Regions from separate parts of the Rattus norvegicus genome. Here region 2 is linked to region 1. A link is a contact called in public Hi-C data. All regions are on one chromosome and are shown on one strand. The core of a region is the stretch at or near the end of the contact, and the rest is flanking DNA. Distances in the headings are between cores, read along the strand shown.

What was found. A called contact is a pair of places that touch in the nucleus more often than the background predicts.
Region 2: a contact with region 1 is called in a Hi-C map of Schwann cells, with 2.3 times the contacts expected there. The contact joins the promoter of Tln2 here to the enhancer-like site in region 1. A contact is called at or near these places in 6 of 12 Hi-C or Micro-C datasets (the Rat2 cell line, Schwann cells, hepatocytes and 2 more).

Annotation. Positions count from the first base shown.
Region 1 is chr8:76,805,548-76,809,422 of GRCr8, reverse strand. The region is part of intron 32 of Tln2 (talin 2); the gene reads left to right. Among named protein-coding and RNA genes, the nearest start is that of Mir190, 75 kb to the right of the region's middle. Within about 2 kb of position 1,597, at least 4 of the 93 cell types and tissues checked have an H3K27ac peak or open chromatin away from gene starts, as enhancers often do. A contact at or near this core is called in Schwann cells, where this site is marked.
Region 2 is chr8:77,131,226-77,135,100 of GRCr8, reverse strand. It overlaps Tln2 (talin 2), which reads left to right and starts at 1,740. Exons shown (of 59, transcript NM_001419941.1): 1 at 1,740-1,914.

The sequences.
Region 1 (3,875 bases), core at 348-2,847:
ATATGAATATCTGAAGTCGACGCTGGGAAATATTTACCAGCAGTGCTCAAGCCATTTGGTAGACACTGGGTGTACACGACATGCTGGCATCTGTGTTGGACTAGATTTTACACATCCCATCCATCACTTGCAGGGGGCAATCTTGTTGAGGGCCAGCGGGGTGGCAATGGGCGTACACTGGTTTTGAACTCACTTAAAACATGAAGCCAAGTTTGGAGTGATTTTAGCACCCTTCCCTCCAGTTGCACTCTCTTCAGGGATCTAATATGGCCGTAGCCATAGCCACCACTGTGACACTTGAGCTCAGGAGGTAGGATTGACTGAAGATTTGCAGGGCACTGGGCTTCAGTGATAGCCCAGAGCCATCCCACTCAAGCGGCCTCACATTCATTTTACCATACTTCAGACAAAGGCTATGTTGTGATTCTGTGCTGTTGCATGTATCCGCAGCAGTGTTTCATGTCACATTGTGTGTAACACTGCTGGGGGCAGTGGGACACTAATTGAGAGGTGACTCGGGGAACACAGAATAAGGGGAAACTTTTCAAAATGAGCACTTGGTGATAAGCTTCAATTCTGCCTGCATTTTTATTCATTTTGCTTTGATTATTTATCTATCCGGAGATGGGGTCTCTCTGTGCAGCTGTGGATGGGCAGGAACTCTCTATGTAGACTGCTGACCTAGAACTCCCACAGATCTGCCCCCCTCTGCCCCCCCACTCTTAAGATCAAGCACGCACTTGGCTTGCATTTGATTTGTTGTTTGTTTTGTTGTTGTTCCTGTCTTTAAGCTGTTGGAGTTCAAAAATCTGAATCCCAATTGAAGGCACTTTAATAGTTTACCTGCTCGATCAGGTGTTCAGACGGCTGAACCTGCCCCAGCTTTGCTGCCTGTGAAATGGGGCATGAGCTCCAGCTACCTTTGACGGTTCTTAGCCTTCATGGAAAGAACCATCTGAGGAAGCAAGAATTTCTTTTGACTTGCAGCTTGAGGATGCCGTCTGTCATGGCAGGGTCGTCACAGTGGAGGGACTGTGAGGCAACATTGCTTCTACTCTCAGAAAGCCAATCAATGAACGCTGGTGCCCAGAAGCTCACAGCTTCAGCTTCTCGCCTCTGTTAACCCAATTCCAGAAACTCCCTTACAGGCACTCGTCGTGCTCAGTCTCCCGGGTGAATCTGAGATCCTGTCGAGGTGACAGTCAGTATGAACTATTGGAGCAGCAGGTACATTTCGTGGCAAACGGTAGCCAGAGCCACAGGCGACTACAAAATTATCCTCTCATCAGCCTGCTCCAGCCTGTATTTCACTTGTATTTGCTCTGGTAAACAAATGCCCTGCCTTGACAATGGGGTGGGACAGAGTGGGCGTGTGTTCTGTTTGGTCCCATTCCTTGAAAGGATGCTTTTTTTTCTTACTTTTTTCCCCTCTGCTAAGAGCCTTTGGGGAAGACAATTGAAGTTTCTAGGTGTCTGAACTCTGATGTCTTTTATTACCTTCATTTTTTGCATCATTTCCAAGTTGTAGTTTCCAGCTTTAATGAGCTGTTCACTCTCTCAGACTGTGAGAAGAAGGGCAGAATATAAATTGGCTTTTTAAAAGCCAGCTATAGAAGGCCACACAGACCAGAAAAGAATTATGGCTCCAGCTAGCCACAGGCCCCCTGGTGGTGACACTGAGAACAGGAGCTCAGATGGAAATGGCTCTCAGCCTGGGGCCCAGCTTTCAGCCTGACAGTGAAGGGGCGCTGGAGGGGTTTTAAAGCCCAGGAGGCACTCGGAACATCTAGAGTGGAAGTGCTGGTGTGGAATGTGTGGAAAGACAGTGGTGCAGTGGCCCTGGCACCTCCTTTGTGATGTCTGCCAGATCCGGGGGTCTAGCAAGCTCCCGGGGAGATACAAGCATTGTCTGGCTAGGGCCCCATCTATTGCTGCTTGTTTCGTAGGTTCTTCCTAGAGATGAACTATATATATATATATATGTATATATATATATATATATAATGGGCCCAATAGGGACCAAGAGCAGCATGGATGCTGGATACTGGATGTTAGGTGCACACACACAGGCCATCTAAGTACATAGGAGATTGAGCAATGGGGTCCTCAGTCTTCAAGTTCACGGTCCTTTTCAGTCTGGCAAACAGCCCAGCCATGCTTGTGCTTTGTGCATGTCCATAACTTGCCTATTCTATCACTATTCTCTTGCTATCCTATCCTATCCCATCCCGTCCCATCCCATCCCATCCCATCCCATCCCATCACTGTCAACTTTGCTATGCCCCTTGCTTTTGGAGAGGCTCTGCAATCCTTGGTGATCTGGGCACAGATGCTGCTTCTGAAAAAAGTACTGGGGTTATCTCTTCTTCACCTCTGAATTCCATTTCAGCATCTTGGGATTGATGACAAGCTTTGGTTTGTGGCCCCTGTAGGGAAGAAGTTGGGTACTGTCTTATGCCCATCTTGGTCATCTCCTGTGTGGCTAGTCAGGCCCTGGCCTTGTCTTCAAAGTCGTGTGGAGCTGGAGAGCCTTTGTGAACCATTCATCTGACTCCTCCCCATGCAGGGGTTGGTGTGTTAGTCTGATGCTCCTTAAACTTAGGGCTGGAATGGAAATCCAGTCTGCAGCTGCAGGAAGGGCTTGTTCCCTCTGAGCATGGTCCCCCCTGGTGTTCCTGTGCGTCACCCTGACTGTAGGAACAGCTGGCCACCTGTTTTCCTGTCTCCTGAGGGTCGACCCTAGGAAGCAGAGGCTCCTCCTGTCCCCTGGATACTGATAAACAGGTTTCTTCCCATCTCCTGAGACAGAGGCTGTGGCAGAGAATGACCTAGCAAGCTGCACACAGGGAGGATGGATGGCCTACAGAAATGGCAGCTTTCCTCTCTCTGATGGTCTCATCCAGAAGGTTCTCGGCCTTCATTCAGGATCAAACTCAGCAGAGACTCTTCGAATGTCCTCCTTCAGACCTCCCCTTTGTGCACAATCCCTGCCCCATGACTAAGGTTCATTTTTCCCCAGGCTTTTATTTGTCTTCTTCCTCATCCTGCCTTACCTCATGAAGTCTGTCTTCGTGTCTTTTGTTGTCTCGATTCTCCAGCCACATGGCCAGCACCTTGCTGGCCTGTCGAGGGAGATTTAAACTACATGATTTTTTTTTTAAGTCTGCAAGCTTCAGGAATAATACAGCCTAAGGAAGGCTTAAGGGAAAATGACTGCCTCTCTCCTCTCTTCCTTGAGGAAGAAACTAGTCATGGTTTGTTTTCCCTCCAAGTTCCTTGACAGGTAACTTTTTACCTTGTGATGATTCCTAGTACTTAGGAGGCTGAGGCATGAGATTGTGGGTTTGAGGCCAGCCTGTACTGCGTAGGAAGACACTGTCTCAAATAACTGGGGAGAATCCCAGCCAGATCTGTCAACCGTGAGTGAATTCAGTATCTTTGGATATAGGTGACTTTATAACCCCCTTTTAACCTCTGAGGTTGCAGATCTCCATTCTTTAAATACAGCTAGATTTATATTTAAAAAAAAAAAAAGCCTAAGGAAACAGTCTGTAGATTGTGAAATATGACTTTATTTTTTGCTGTGTTTGTGTGTACATGTACCTGTGTATGTGCATGTGGAGGCCAGCGGTCAATGTTAGGTGTCACTCTCTGCCTCACATTGAACATGGGGCTCCCAGTCTCAGATGGACTGCTGACCACCCAGACCCACGCGCCCTCCTTGTCTCTGCTTCCCCAGTGTTGGGATTACAGCTGTGTGCCACTGCACCCTGCTTTTTACATGGGTGCTGGCATCTGACCTCAGTACCTCATAGCTACACAGCTGACTCCCTAGCCCTAACCTTTTTATATTAAAAAAATAAATTTATGTGCCT
Region 2 (3,875 bases), core at 491-2,990, 330 kb before region 1:
CTTCCCCTGGCTTCCTCAGCTTGCTTTCTTATAGACCACTAGTCCAGGGATGGCACCACCCACAAAGGGCCCTCCCATCCTTGATCACTAATTGAGAAAATGCCTTACAGCTGCATCTCATGGAGGCATTTCCTCAAGGGAGGCTCCTTTCTTTGTGTTAAGTCCAGCTGGTGTCAAGTTGTCACCAAAACCAGCCAGGACAAGCTTCTTACCAGGTCTTAATGAAATCAATAAACATTTGCTTTCAAAATCCATGAGATAGCTTGCCACCTCTATTCTGCTAACCTAGCCAATGCCTAAAAGGATCTGGGAAACAGGAATGTTTATTCATGGGGCAGGGAAAAGTCTGTCCTGAAACTTTTAGGACTGCCTCAAACAGCCCAGTAATTTGTTTTCTGATTGGGGATTCTGATGGATAAAGTGTATTTACTGCAAAGGAAGTAAGTTACAATGTTTTACTCTTAAGACCTTGCTTCTCAACCTTCCTAATGCTGTGACCCTTTAATACAGTTTCTCACGTTTTGGTGACCTCCTTATCCCAATCATAAAATTATTTTTGCTGCTATTTCATACCTGCAATTTTGCCACTGTCTTAAATATCTGATATGTGACCCCTGAGAAAGTCGTTTGACACCCTCCCCTCAGGAGTCTCGTCTAGTTTCTCCATTATGCCAGGCTTGTTCAAGGTCCCAAAGCACTCCTTGAAGATAGTTTCAAGTTACAACGTTGATTCACTCTTGGATGTACAGTGACCACAATTTCAAGCTGAGAGACACTAATGCTGCTATAGTCGCATTTGAGGAGCTGAAGAGATTTGTTCTCTACTTCTTGGGAAGACAAGTCTATCCTGGTCACTCTGTGTCCGGCTGAGGAAAAATAACCATCTAAGCCTTTTCGTATTAATTTTTTAAAATTATAAAAGTTAAAAATAAAACTAGAAGCAAGCAGAAAGAGAAAAAAACCCCACAATTTCACAAACCACTGGAACACAGGGTGAACACCTTGGTTAATTTATTCTATCTGTCCTCTCTGTGTCTCTCTATACATCATAATTTTAAAGGAAACGGACTTTGTGATTTGTTCTCCTGTGTCCTTCACAGTGGCAACTAGGATAATTTTCACTTTGTACCCTGCCATCCCAACATCCCCCAGCACATGTAAATACAGGGGATGCATAAGTGACTTAATTCCAGGGTATGATAGAAAGATACACAAATGAATGAATGTATGTATGAAGCAAGTCACCCATACAGTGGGTCTTGGTGAGGCAGGTCTTTAATCCCTGTACTGAAGGAGGCGGATTAATTTGAGTTTGGGCCCAGCCTGGTCTACCTAGTGTGATGCTGTCTCGAAAAAAAAATTTAGTGCAATAGGCACACCCACTTTGCTGTCCATCTTTCTGGAAGAATGGTTTCCTAAATTCAAATGACTGGCATCCGTTCTGCCACCCTTAGGGCTGGATCCACGCCTGGTAACCTCCAGGACCCAGCCCGTGGTCCAGGAGGGACGCTGAGAAGACTCAGAGGCCTCATGCCAGCAGACGCCTGGTCTCCATGCCGCCTCATCGGTCTTCAGAGCCGGGCCAAGATTCTGGGGCAGTCGGGGGTGTCCTCTGCGCCTCTTGCACGCGGACCCCACCACAGCCCCGCGCGCGCCCCCATCCCGCGCCCGAGGTGCGGACACCCAGGAGCCGGGTGGAGAGCTCCGCCGCGCCGTCCCCCAGTGATGACGCGCTTCCTGCCCTCCCGGCGCTCGCGGGCCGTGCGCTCGCGCTCGCCCTCGGCTCCGGTTCCGCGCCCGGAGCCAGCAGCAGCGGCGGCGGCGGCGGCAGCGGCGGCGGCGGCGCAGCGTGAGCGGAGCTGGCTGCACTCGGGGGCTGGCGCTCCGCAATGAGACAGTAGCTGCATCCCCGCGGTAAGGCGCGGCGCGTGGCGCTGCCCAGCTCTCCAGCCTGCATGCGCGCTGCAGGGATTTTTCAGTGCCTTTTCCCTCCCCTCTCTAGAAGGAATATGTGGGTGGTTTTCTTCTCGGGTTTGCATCTCGTAAGTGATGTCAATGTAGAAAAACCCTGTCAAGCTTCTAGATTTCATTGCCTATCCTAGGTTTTTGGTGTTTGTTTTTCTTCTTTGCAAGAAAAGAAAAATAAATTGCAATGAATGCACCTGTCTATTGCACATGTAGGTTTCGCTGCACTCAAGCCGGGTGCTGGGGTTTGCAAACAGTCTTGCAGCCGGAGTCCGAGAGCTGATCCCTAGCCTTAGGCAGCTGATCCCTTCTCGGGCTCAGTCCTCGGGTTTCCGGTAACGGGGTCGGAAAAGCGGCCGGGTCTGCACCGAGGAGCCCCCTGGACTCGGGCGGTGACCCCGGCGCCGACTGTGTTGGCTGAGAGCAGAGCGGCTTCATTCCAACACTGGCTGCCCCTACTTCAAGCGCCACTTTGCAAACAAGTCTCCCGCCTCGGCTTGTGGAGAAGACACTCCGGGCTGCCTCCTAGCCCCCGACTCTGAGACCTGCGGGTTGCTGGACTCCCCCTTTCCCTGGCTGTCTTGCCCATAACCAGCTGCCGGCCGAGGACCGCTTAGGGATAGCGCGGGGCGGAGAGCGAGGGCAGGGTTTGGACCCAGTGCGGCGGCCTCTAGTCTCCTTCCCCGACCCTCAGGAGCCGAGATTTCGCGCCGGCGGGGATCGGGAGGGATATGGAGCCTGGCTTTTCGGGGCCCAAGGAACGACGTTCAAGGGCGCCATATTTTCAGTGGGTTTTTACAGAGGCTAAGGGGGCGCCCACTTTCCGAAGCCCCCCGGGAAAGCCTGAGCGATTGTCGTTGGGAAAGTTTGCGCGCCGGGGCGAGCTAAAAGGTGGATGTCCCCACAAGGGCGCGCGGACTGCATCGCGTCACCCAGGTCTAGGCTGGGTCTGTGGGGGGTGGGGGAAAGCGGTGCAGGGGACCGATGCACGTGGCTCGCGGGTGTCACAGTGCAGGGGAGTCATAGCACTTGGGGCAGTTTGGCGCTGAGCACACGCCCCTCTTTTCCCCAAGCTACTGCTGCCAGCGCTCCGCCGGAGCTGTGCGCACCGCCTCTCCCTGGCCCGCGCACGTTGCTGAGCGTTTTCTTCAGTAACCCCCAGCCCCCAGCACTGGGGATCGCGGGGTGCTCCACCTGGCGCGGGAGCTCACTCCAGGCTGGAGAGGAAGCGAGTCGGTTCGTAGATGGGCCAAGGGCCTGGCTTATGTGGATCAGCCTGAAGCCTCCTGTCGTCTCCTAGCTTGTGGAAGCGACAGAAGTAGTAGCACTAGCGGCTGTGTGCCGGGTTTTCTCTGGCGCGGGGCTGGTGGAGGAAAGGGGGGCGTTTCCCGAAGTCGGGGCTTCAGGTGACTCGCGAGAGAACTTGTTTTCTTGATGCTGTTGATGGAGCAGAGATGGAAGGAGAGAAGGCAGTGCTAATGAAAACTAAGTACGGGTAATTTCCAGAGAATGGGAAGAGGAGTGAGCTGGTGTTTGGGGTTGTAGGGGGACACAAAGAATAGTAGCATGGTGTCCTGAGGAAGCGCTCCCTGGAACACGTAATTAAGAGCACCGTGGTACGCCTAGTGCCAGTTTTGATTCTGATAGCTCCTGGTCGAGGGAATTACCATTTTCTATGTTCTAGCTCCCGGATGTAGTGACTTTTTAGAAGTGGACCGGTGGGGGAATCTTTACTACATACATAGTGACCACTCCTTTCTTGTGAAGGGGCAGGGCAGAGTGTGTTTGTTAACCTGTGATTGGCTGAGTGCAGGAATGTGTTAGCTTTTCGCCTTGGTGTCTTAATCAAACAGTGTCACAGTGGAGAGGTCTTGTCAGCACTTGGGATCTTCATCATAGGAAGAGATTTT